Regions from separate parts of the Oryza sativa genome. Here region 1 is linked to region 2. The links are chromatin contacts, called in public HiCAR-type maps. All regions are on one chromosome and are shown on one strand. Each heading gives the region's core, a stretch centred on a gene start, on an enhancer-like site or on the middle of the called end of the contact. The rest is flanking DNA. Distances are from core to core; before and after follow the strand shown.

Region 1 (5,664 bases), core at 189-2,688, 150 kb before region 2:
TATCAGTCTCTACCAAATCTAGACGTTTTGGGGTGGAAGAAGATCCGGAACAAACATATTCAGACTGAACATGACTTGCAGAACGTGTTGCAAGAGGTGATTTCAAGTGCTTGAGGTGCCCATAACTTCCTCCCCGTTGCCTCCACTCATGATAAGACTTCAAGGAAATGACACAATCGACAATCTTGCCTACTGACCCAGCATCAATATTGTCCTGCAGAAGCAACACAATTTTCTGGGTGATTACACATCCCACCATCAGGATTAAATTGCTAAGCATAGTTAAGTAGCAACCTTTTCCAAATCAGAGGCCTCAAAGCATGGAAGCTTCAGCTCTTGAACAGCAACCAAGAAGTTCCGGATGTTCTCAAAATACTGGAAAGCCGTCGATGGCTGGCTATCACAGGAGGCATTAGCCACGACCTTTGGCACAGCGCCTGGTTGTATTTTGTTAATTGCCTTGCATAGGACAATGCCATTCCTTACAGCGGCAACAAATTCTTGCTCCGATGGGCACCGGGAGAGGCCGAAGGGCCCTATCACGCTCTCAAGCCAGGTTGCAGCCTGGTGCCGTCTCAATGCTTGCAGAAATCAAAGAAACTACAATCAGCCAACGAATTTAACGAAAACTAAACCAGCCAGCATTAGAACAGCAAAGAAATTTTGCGTGCTACATTCTATTAACATTATTTACAGTACTATATTATTCTGGAGACAAGGATGGGATCCATGTGGCTATTGCTTATAGAAATTTATCTACGGATCATTGGGATTGAAACAGCACGAGACAGCTTGGAGAATCACTGAGAACTAGCTCTCTAAACGCATTCCTTGCAGAAACCACGGTCCAAGCAGAAGAACTAGCTCTCATAATAGCAAGACTATCGCGATTTAATCAATAGAAGCAAAAGCTATGCATCATATCGCGTAAGATTGATTCGGGGCCTCCGCATAGAAGCGCCCAAAAACGATCACGAAGTGGAACCCCAGCGCGAGATTCTCGCAAGCACTCCACCTAAGTTAGCAGAAATGCCCCCACCAAAAAAAGACCAAGAGCTTTTGCCCCCCCACAAACCCGCCTAAACTCTAAACCCCAAGCAGCAGAGCAACCCGCAAGCAAGCAAGCAAACCATGGAACCCTCGACGAGAACGCCATGAGAGCGATCGATCCACCGATCGAAGAACCCCCTCGATCGGTATCGGGCCCGTGGGAGAAGAGATCTTACCAGCCTCCTCCGCCTTCCGCGACGCGAGGCGGCCGTCGCGGAACGACACCCTCCGCGGCTCCGCCGCCATGCCTCCCCCTCTCCCGCGCTCTCAACCCCCGCCCTCGTTCGCCACGAGCCGCCGCCGCGGCGCCCTCGCGACGCCCTGGGGCTTCTGGAAGCTTCGATTGGGAGGAGGAGGAGAGGGAAGCGAGACGGGGAAGGGGATTGGTTTGAATTCGAAATGTGGGGTGGGTAGTGGGGTGGGCCCGGTCTCCGAGGCGGTCCGAGATCTCGACACGGATCGGACGGACACGCTCGCCCCGCTGGGTGGGTGGTCGGTGCGCGTGCGGTGCGGCGCGGCGGGTGGGGAGCTCGAGGCTCACGCTTACACGTGGGGCCCGCGGGTGGTGGGGCCCAGTTGTCATCGGCTGCTGCACGAAGCAGGGCCGACAGCGTCAGGTGCTCCGTCGCGACTGCATAGGCACGGCTTAACAGCTCTATATACCGACCGACGGCCGACGAGACGGCAGCTCCGCAACGATTGAACACTGTTGCTTTGCTTTGCTTTTGATTTGGGATATTAGGAGAAACGAGAATGCTAGGGGACGGGATACCGTCCCCCAACAGGATAGCTCCTATCCACACGTGATTTTTATCCATACACTCACTTGTCGCCGTCGTCGTCCCCCGCCGCTGCCGCGCCCGTCCCCCGTCGCCGCCGCTGCCGCCGCGCCCATCCCCCGTCGACGCCGCCGCTACGCCCATCCCCCACTGCCGCCGTTGTTGTCCCCCGCCGCCGCCGCCGCCACGCCCATCCCCCACCGCCGTCGCGCCCGTCCCCCGCTACCGCTGCCGTCGCCGTCCTCGTCTACAAGGGACGGCTGTTGGGGGCGACCGCGCGTGTCGGGGTGCTCCTCCCCCAACGGGATGTCCAACCATATTTAGTAGGAATCACCTGATACCTGGTAGGTATCATCCGATACCTCGCAAGTATCACGTGATACATGATAGAAATCGTCTGATACCTCGCGAGTATCATGTGATACGTGGTAGAAATCGTCTGATACATGACAGGTATCGCATGATACCTCGTGAGTATCACGCGATACGTGGTTGAAATCATCTGATACCTGACAGGTTTCACATGATACCTCGCGAGTATCACGCGATACGTGGTAGAAAATCGCATGATACCTGATAAGTATCACATGATACTTGTAGGTATCACTTGAAACGTGTGTAGAATCGTCTGATATCTGATAGGTATCACACCTGATACCTACTCGGGATCATCCTGTTGTGTAGAATCGTCTGATACCTGATAGGTATCACACCTGTCGAGGAGAGATCCTCAATAGCGGGGAATCGTGAGACCCCCCATTTGTGAGTTCGGCCTGGGGCGGAGGCTCATCTCTTGGAAATCACTCGCTCGTCCCTAGGATTACCGGCAAGCTTGCACGCAGTCGGATTATACAGGTTCGGGCCGCTATGGAGCGTAACACCCTACTCCTGTGTTTGGGATTATGGATGTGTTTTACAAAGATTTCTTCACTCTAGAAAGCGCACTCGCTTCCTCTCTTCTGGAGTTCAGGTTTTCTCGGCGTCCCCCCCGTCTCAGTGGGCAGGGTCCTCCTTTTATAGCTCAAGGGGATACCACATGCGCCGCCTCTACCTACCCTCTCTCGGAGGGGGATCCCACTCCACTTTTCCTGGGCTTTAAATCGTGCCTTCTCCCGGAAGCTAAGCAACAACCGGTTCTCGAGTGGAACCAGGTGCCGGCCCCCGCCTGACACGGTGGACAGCCCTGTCATTCCCTCATAAATGAACGATGACCTGTGACAGCCCTTCCTCGAGTGACGCTCGGACGTGACGGGTCATACCCACCCCCACTCCGCCGGGTACAAGAGCGACGTGAGGACATGATTGCCCTATCCGTCGGATGTGACGGTGTCAGGCCGGTCACAGATCGGTCACATCCGTTGGACAGAGGTTAGCTAGGCGCGCCGCACGTCTGCCCTTACCGCATTAAATGCGGTGAGGGACAGTTGGGGCATCGCACATTTATGGCTGTTCAGCCTGTGCTCTCGCTCTCTCCCTCCGCCGCGTGGCAGCCGGGTGAAGGCCTCGGGGCGAAGCCGCGGGATAGCCCGAGGGGGTGACGCCATGCCCCGCGCCCCCCCCCCCCCCCCCCCGGCGCTTTCACGACTCGCGTGACGCACGAATGGGGCTAACTTGCAGAGTCACGTGGCCGGAGGGAAAGTAATTCCCCTCTACTTCACACACATACCCCCGGGTCCATATCTCCGACAACACCTGATACTTACTCGGGATCATCCCGTTCGAAAAACGGGATACCGTTATATTGCAGCCCCCTAGGAGAAATTGTTTCTACTGAATATCACGCCCTCCATCCCAAATAAGTGTAGTTTTGGGTTTTCATGTTCAACGTTTGATCGTCCGCCTTATTTAAAAAAAATGACTAGTATTTTTATTATTATTAGATGATAAAATATAAATAGTAATTTATGAGTGACTATTTTTTTTAAAATTTTCAAATAAGACGGATGGCCAAACGTTGGATATGTGTTCCTAATAACTTAAAAAGGTAATGCTGAAAAGTAAACTACGATAACAAAAAAAATCAACTCTAAAATTAAGTTTTTAAAATTTAAATTTTCGCTAGCTATGGCTGAAAAGATTAAAAGCACGTAGAGCTCTAAATTTTGGGCTAATTTGGTTTGAGATCTAAATTGACCTTACCAATATTTGGCAATTTCAATAGTGTTTAGTGTTTATTTAGTTTGGAGCCAAATTTTGATATGCCAAATTTTGATCGCCCACCTGCACCCGCTCGATGGCGGCGACGTCTAGCGGTGACTTCTGGAGTTAAGACAAGGCCAGCATCCAACTGGAGGGGAACGAGAGAGGTGGCTGGACTGTATTTTCCCATCTATCAGCCACTTGTTCTTTCTCTCCGTGACAAATACTTATTTAGTCAACTGAGTTTGACTTGTTTTGGGACATCGATTTTCGGCCTGACACATAGTAGCCGGCTTCTACAATGTATTTGGTTCGGTTTTTTCTGCCCGCGTCGGTTTTTGTCTCACACCGGAGCATCCTATTAGAATATTGCACTGAACATATTAAAATATATATACACCATACTCGGCATAAGAAACCGAAAAAAAAAACAACACAATATTCGTGCCCATATTAAAATTTGCTAATCAAATTCTCGAACTTACGTCTTCTGCCTTTAAATAAGTGACCTAGTAACACCTAATGAAAAGGTTATTTCTGTTAGATTCCGTTTGTTTCCTAGCTACAGATGACCACCACCAACAGGCAACAGCAGCAGCGTGGCGCCTTGACCGTTTGACCTCGCAACCGAACACGCAAAAGTACAGTAAAAAAACGACCTGGCGAGGCCGTTGCGTGCATCAGCGCGCGCGAGATTTCCCACCCGCCGCCGCGTTGGCGCCCCGTATATTCTTCCCCGCCCGCACGGGCCACGGATCCATCCACCCCCTTCCTTCTCTCCGACGTTGACGAGCGCCTCCTCGATCGGCGGCACCGGCGCGCCGCCCCCCTCTCCCGCCTTCCCTTTCCTTCTCCGCTAATCAACCGGTGGTGCGAGAGCGAGAGCGACGGGCGGAGGGGATCGACGATGGGGAGCAACGGCGGCGGCGGAGGTGGCGGGAAGCAGGTGCTGTGGGAGTTCCACGCGACGGGGCCCCGCAACATCTCCAACCCCAGCTGGAGGGACCTCATCCGCTCGAGCTGGTTGGTGGTTCGCGACCCATCCCTTCTCCCTCCCTCCTCCTTCCGCTGTTGGATCGTCCATGAACATGCACATGTGCTCCCATTCTTGGTCACTCGCGTACGGTTTTTGTTTACATCATTACTACATGTCTGAGATGTTTGGAGTGTTAAGGCCATTCCCAACCCAAAACACTAGACATAGTTTCCATAAACTCTACGTCATCGAGAAATTAGTACTAGACACTAATCTTCCAATGCAAACACCACTATTCCATATTTAAATTTAATGCTACTTATCTCACATGATGTCTTGGATGTTGTGTAGAAACGATGTCATTCTCTTTCCTCATTTATTCATTTATCATATTATTTTTCATCCTATGTGGCAGCTTATTTAATGCTATAGACACCATTCTAGGAATGGCCTTACGCGTGCTTGGGTCACTTGTCTAGAACTGTGAATTGTTACGGGATTTTTACCTGCCTGCCTGAGAAATGGTTAACTCTGCGTGGAGTTCAGGGATTTTTCGTGCTATTTGATCGAACCTCGTGTCAGTCGTGTGCATGGAGCTTAAGGATTCCTGGTGTTTCTTTATGAAACCTACAGAGCTAGTCCTAAAAGATATTATGTATAAAATACAGTTGCCCATTGAGAAGTCATACATAAGTACATAACTGAAAAAGCAGAGGAATG
Region 2 (6,015 bases), core at 760-3,259:
ACATAGACCGGCATTATCTCCACATAACCCCGGGTTGCCCAAGAAGCTGCTTCGATATGCCGCCGTCGCATACTGTGGCGGAAGCGCGCCACTGAGCTGGTTATTGGAGACATTGAACTGGTTCAGCTTCAGATTCTCCAATTGCATTGGTACCTCACCGGTGAGACGGTTGCCGGAGAGGTCAAGGTAGTTCAGCACCGGCAAATCGCCGAGCTCTGCTGGAATTGCTCCGGTAAAGCCATTGTCGGCGAGGTTGAGCTCACTAAGCTTCTTCCAAGAATTGATTCCCCGGAGCAGCTGACCTGACAACGAGTTGTTCCGGAGAACAAGCCGGCCGAGCTCTTCGAGGCCGCCAAGAGACCCAGGGAGCGGGCCGGAGAGCATGTTGCCGTCGGCGGAGAGCTCGTACAGCTTCGAGGCCGAGCCAATTTCCGGCGGGATGCTACCAGTTAGCCGGTTATTGGACAGCACCAGCTTGGACAGGTTGGCCGCGCCGCCGATGACCGGAGAGATCACTCCGGTGAGCTGGTTGTCGTTGAGCTCGAGCAGCGACATGTGCGGCAGGCCCCAGACCGCGGCGGGCACGTCGCCGTCGAGCCTGTTGTTCGACAGCCGCACCCGCCGCAGCCTCCGGCAACGCCCGAGCCCGTCGGGGATGCGACCGGAGAGCTTATTGTCGAGCATAAGAAGCTCCTCGAGCTCGCCGCGGTCGCATATCGCCGGCGGGATCTCGCCGGAGATGGAGTTGTCGGACATGTCCACGCACACCAGAGGGCTGTTCTTGCCGAGGTCGGCCGGCAGCGTGCCGTTCAGCCGGTTGGCGAACAGCCGCAGCTCGACGAGCGACGCCGCCTTCGCCACCGACTCCGGCACGGGCCCCGTCAGCGAGTTGGCGTACAGGTGCACGCTCTCCAGCTTCGGCGCCTCGAAGAAGTCATCCGGGATGGCGCCGTTGAGCCTGTTCATGGCGAGGTCCACGCCCTGGAGCTCCGCGAGCTTGCCGAACCCCACGGGAATCGGCCCAGTGAGCGAGTTGTTGTACAGCTCGATCTGCACGACGCTCGTCAGCCGCGTAATCTCCGGCGGTATCGAGCCGGTGAGCGCGTTCGTCGACAAGTCGAGGTCCGTGAGGTTGCCGAGCCTGCCGAGAGACGCCGGGATGGCGCCGATGAGGTTGCAGCCGGCGAGCCAGAGCACGCGCAGAGCGGAGAGGTTGCCGAGCTCGGCGGGCACGGGCCCCGCCACGAACGGGTTGTAGGACAGGTTGAGCTCCCGGAGCGTGGACACGCCGCCGAGGAACGGCGGGACCTCGCCGCCGAGCAGGTTGTAGACGAGGGAGAGCGACTCGAGCTTCTTGAACCGGCCGAACGACTCCGGTATCGGGCCGGAGAAGTTGTTGCTGTCGAGCTTGAGGTACACGAGCTCCGGGAGGGCCGCGAGCGCGTCGGGGAGCGGGCCGACGAGCGCGTTCATCGACAGGTCGAGCCGCCGGAGCGCCTTGCACGGCGCGACGGCGTCGGAGCTCAGGTTGGGGCCGATGTAGTTGTAGCTCAGGTCGATGCTCGCGACGCGCGGGAGGCGGCACAACGCCGCCGGGAACGACCCGGTGAGGTTGAGGCCCGCGAGGGAGATCCCCGTCACGGCGCCGCCGCCGACGCCGGCGTCGCAGGAGACGCCCGTCCAGCTGCAGGGCGTGGCGTCGCGCGCGTTCCAGTCCGCCAGCGCGCCATCCGGGGCGGCGAGCGCGCGCCTCGCGTCGAGCAGGGACAGCCCGTCCTGGTTCACCGCCACCCCGACATTGACGACGACGAGCACCAGCAAGAGGGAGAGGAGGAGTGAGCCAGACCCCATGGTTAACTTCTCGACGCGGTTTCCGGCGGCAGCAAGACGGGGGTTCAGACGAGGTGCGGCGGTGGCGAGGCCGTGGAGGCCGGCATTGGCGGCGGCGATGGGAGGAGAGGCTGAGTTGGTGGGTGCTCTTATGGAGAGGAGAAGCAGCGGAAGCAAGTGGGAGAGTAGAGTAGCTGATGAGCTGAGTAGAGAGTGGGAGTGGATGGGTCGAAACAATTTTTTTTTTTACTTTTTACGAGAAGAATAGATTAATGGGATCGGTGAAACATGGGGGAGACCAAGGTTTGACCTGTTGTGTTGGGGCTCTGGTTGCGGTACGGCTGCTTTTGGCTGTGTGTTGAGCCACTGGGTTGTGGGCCCGGTTGCTTCTGTAGCGATCAAACCGCCGCGGATTCAAGTCACTCAACCGTGGAGGATGATCGTACTGTAGTACTGAATTGTCGCGGAAGTTTTTGAACAAGTTTACCTCTTGACTTTTACGTTTAGGAAACATAATTTTGTGCTATGGTTTTCCTTCACGTTTACATTTTACAAACTAGTATTTTTTAATTACACAAAATATGTGCATGTACATAAAACATATCGTTTCTAACCTTACATGTTGTTGTGTCATCCAACATTGTGCCCGCATACAAACAATAGCGTAGCATGATGACGTGGCATACTGTAACACTACATCTAGTAAAGTATGTGTGATATGAGGCTCGGTTTATCAAATAATGATAAGGGCGCTAACGAAATTATATTTCTTTGATAATTTCGAATGTTGTCATTGTACATATTGGATCTCTAGTGATTATAGCAAACCGATAGGTTACATTAAAATTTACACTTCTCTAAAATTTACTCTTGTATAAAAATATTCCTCTCCAAAAAAAGAGAATAATCAAATGGCTCAAATATGAAGAGGTCTAGTAATATTTACAAACTTCGCTACCGATCAAGATCAAAGTTACAAGTGGGAGTGAGAATCAGCACAAGTGATTATCCATGCATGCTATCAATTTGCACGTCAGTATCCAAAAGAAACATTATCTTCTACCCATTTCCAGAATTAACAGAAAACGACAATATGTGCAGTAACAACGACTACCCTCTGCATAATTGCATCAAAAAAGAAAGAAAAAACCGGTAACTGTACAGTGCACACACATATTCGCATGTGCAGAGGAGGGTTTGCGTGGGCGGCCGGATGGAAAGGAAAGGTATGTTTTGAGGAGGAGGAGGCCTGCACTGCACTGCACTGCATCTGCATGCGCATGCGGCTAGCGAGGCTGGTCCATCTCCATCCTATCCATGCGTTGATGCGTACCACCTCGACGGAACGGAATTAATCCTCGGTCGATTTCAATGGGAGCGTGCTGCTGCAAGGTGGCTTCGGAATCAGGGCATCACGTACCCAAACGCCCCAACCCAACCCAACCGTTTGGGCGCTTGCTTGCTTGGTCGGTCGGTTGGTCCCGGTGGGTTTGTTTCCTCTCGATCGCTTCTCTCCGGGCATCGGCGTTGTACTTTGTACGGTGGTCGGACACGGCGGGTGTACGGACAGTTGGCGCTGTACTAGTACAGTACTTGTATAGAACTATAGTATGGCAACCGAACATGCCGGGTACGATAGTTCCAATTTGTTGTCGACGAGGTAAAAGTATCATGTTAGGAACGGTTACTAATACGGTTGTGGTGATTGTCACTTATAAGTTACTGCAGAAATCAAAAATTGTTTCGAGATTCCATCTTTATACTTTTATTTGTAGTAGTCCGATTTTTTTCCATGGAAAATAAAAAGAGATAAATGAGCAGTAAAATTCAAAATGGTGGCTCAAACAATTACTAGTATTCTATCCGTCCAAAAAAAAAAAAAGAAACTAGATGTGACATATCTAATCCTATATTGGTTTTTTTTTACGGAGGGATTAGGGCAGAATGCTATACATGTCAGCTGGAGTATCAGCTATGTACAGCCATACACATCACTATATTTCAACATGTCAGCTATCTGCTACTAGTATGTACAGCCATACACATCACCTTTTGCATTACCACAGTCTATGGATTCTAACATCTGTCTTCATCTCCTGGGCGGCTGAATAATTGACATCCTGTACAATCAAATTGCCTCCTTCCTTGTTGCCTCTTGATTTTTTTTTAATTTTACTAGAAGAAAATACCCGTGCATTGCACAGGTGAAGGCTATTTTAATCTTATCATTATTATATGGTTTAGATAAGATGAAATTCACTGTTAAATTCGCTTGGATATATATTTTGATAGAAAATCATGAGCTGCAATTAGGAGTTCGATCGTCTCAAGTTAGGATGCGAGATTTTTTAAAGCGATTTTCTATACAATTCCTTTTGTATTTTCAAAAGCGAACAAACTTAAAAACCAACTCAAGTACGGATATGTATTTTCAAAAACGAATGAACTTAAAAACCGACTCAAATACGGATATGTATTTCCAAAAACGAACGAACTTAAAACCAACTCATACATTGATAACGTACCAAAATACCAGCAAAAAACATCTTCAATTTTTATAATAGTAGATACTAATAGATATTTCTGAAAAATGAACATTTTGCCACTGCCACGCCAGCCACGGTGGCGTGACAAAGTTATTTGGCCACGACAGGCGGGCTGGCGTGGCCAAAAGTTTCAGACTTAAAAATATTTTTTGGAAAGATCTATTAATAAAACTAAAAAAAATAAAAAAATTATTGCCTCTTCCCGCCATGCTTTCTAACATCATCCGTTTGTTGGAGGTGTACCCTTCTCTCTCTCTCTCTCTCTCTGCGCCAGCCACAGGATTATTAATCCCCTAATCCTAATTATAACCAGAATATTCGGCAATAATATAGTGACAGAGCAGGGTGTTAACTGAAAACACGGCACTAAATCACATAATTCCATTCGCAATCCCATAATCCACATGGCCGGCCGGTAGATACATATGTACACAGTATGATATATGTCTGCGTATATTCCGATCACATGGGGTGTGTATGGCACGGTGCCACGGTCGGTAGCACAGCAGAAGTTGGGAACCAATTGGCAGATTGGATGAATGTGCAGGTGATGATTTGGGAGAATATTTGTCACTGTACAACTAGGATTGTGTCGCACATAACACATGGATTTTCGCCGAAGGTACGCGTGTACGTACATGAAGTTTTTTCCCCCCCTTCCCAGCAGGTGGTAATTAATTAGAAAATCAGTGGTAATTAAGCACGTGAACATCCGAGAACTAACAACTTAAAACGATCCTTTAAGGGTATTTTTTTTCTTTTTCACATTTTTGTGCCTTCTTTTAAAAGAACAAATGGTTATTTCCAAATCTGATTTTTCTTTTTGCCATATATCAGGAACAATAACTATATGGTTGCAGCTCCTATTGAAGCAAAGGGCAGATTTTATCATTACGTAAAAAAAGCACGATAACGATACCAATACCGTGGCAGTGTTTGTTGTACAAAACAAATATGTTGCGGCAAGCTTTCAGCTATGGTGCCGAGAGCCATTTTGAAGAAAAAAACTAAACAACATTTTTTTCCTTACTATTTTGAAATGCGTTTTTGGAAATATTTTTAAAAAATTTATTGTATGTATTTTTTTATTGATTCTCCAGGTAAATTTAACTTGTACAGTGGGTTACTTGTTACTCGTTGTTTGCTAGTAGCAGAGAGAATCATCATGTATTGGCTTAATCAGCTATTCGAAAAGACAATACCGGAGGAACTAGCAACCTAGCAGTGCCAGAACAGGTTTTTATGTTGCTGCTGGTGGGTGGGTGGACGGTCAGCTTCGTGGAGGTGTCATTTGAATTCCACATGCATCGGTTGGGTTGGAAGCAATTAGCTTAGCAAAGCAAATATTCATCTAGCATATATCCATTTATGCTAACCACCGGCAACTAACTATATAAATATACCTCCAAATCGATCACCAATGTGACATCCGTACATTCCTATCATGGCCGTTACTTGACCTGATAGATACGCATCGAATTATTATCTCTTTCTTATGCTCTTTATTTTGTTCCTTTGAGAAATGTGTAATATTACAGTGAAATTCTTCAAATTCATTAGGAGTAATTTGGCTGTTTTAATTTCATACGAGCATTCTTAAAAGGTCCTAATCCGAGCTTGGACAAGCTGTAGCTATTAA

Evidence for each region. HiCAR-type assays count read pairs that join an accessible place to other places.
Region 1: a HiCAR-type map of leaf shows a contact between it and region 2, with 2.3 times the contacts expected there. The contact joins the promoter of LOC4327702 here to the promoter of LOC4326367 in region 2. A contact is called at or near these places in 1 of 15 Hi-C or Micro-C datasets (an unstated tissue) and 1 of 4 datasets of contacts at active chromatin or transcription factors (leaf).

The regions. Positions count from the first base shown.
Region 1 is chr1:7,893,190-7,898,853 of ASM3414082v1, reverse strand. It overlaps LOC4327702 (kinesin-like protein KIN-14A), which reads right to left and starts at 1,438. Exons shown (of 19, transcript NM_001409242.1): 1 at 1,227-1,438; 2 at 295-581; 3 at 1-214. The coding sequence starts at 1,296. It overlaps LOC4327701 (GDSL esterase/lipase At4g10955), which reads left to right and starts at 4,648. Exons shown (of 2, transcript XM_015774671.3): 1 at 4,648-4,991. The coding sequence starts at 4,876.
Region 2 is chr1:7,746,508-7,752,522 of ASM3414082v1, reverse strand. It overlaps LOC4326367 (receptor-like protein kinase HSL1), which reads right to left and starts at 2,009. Exons shown (of 2, transcript XM_015763222.3): 1 at 1-2,009. The coding sequence starts at 1,851.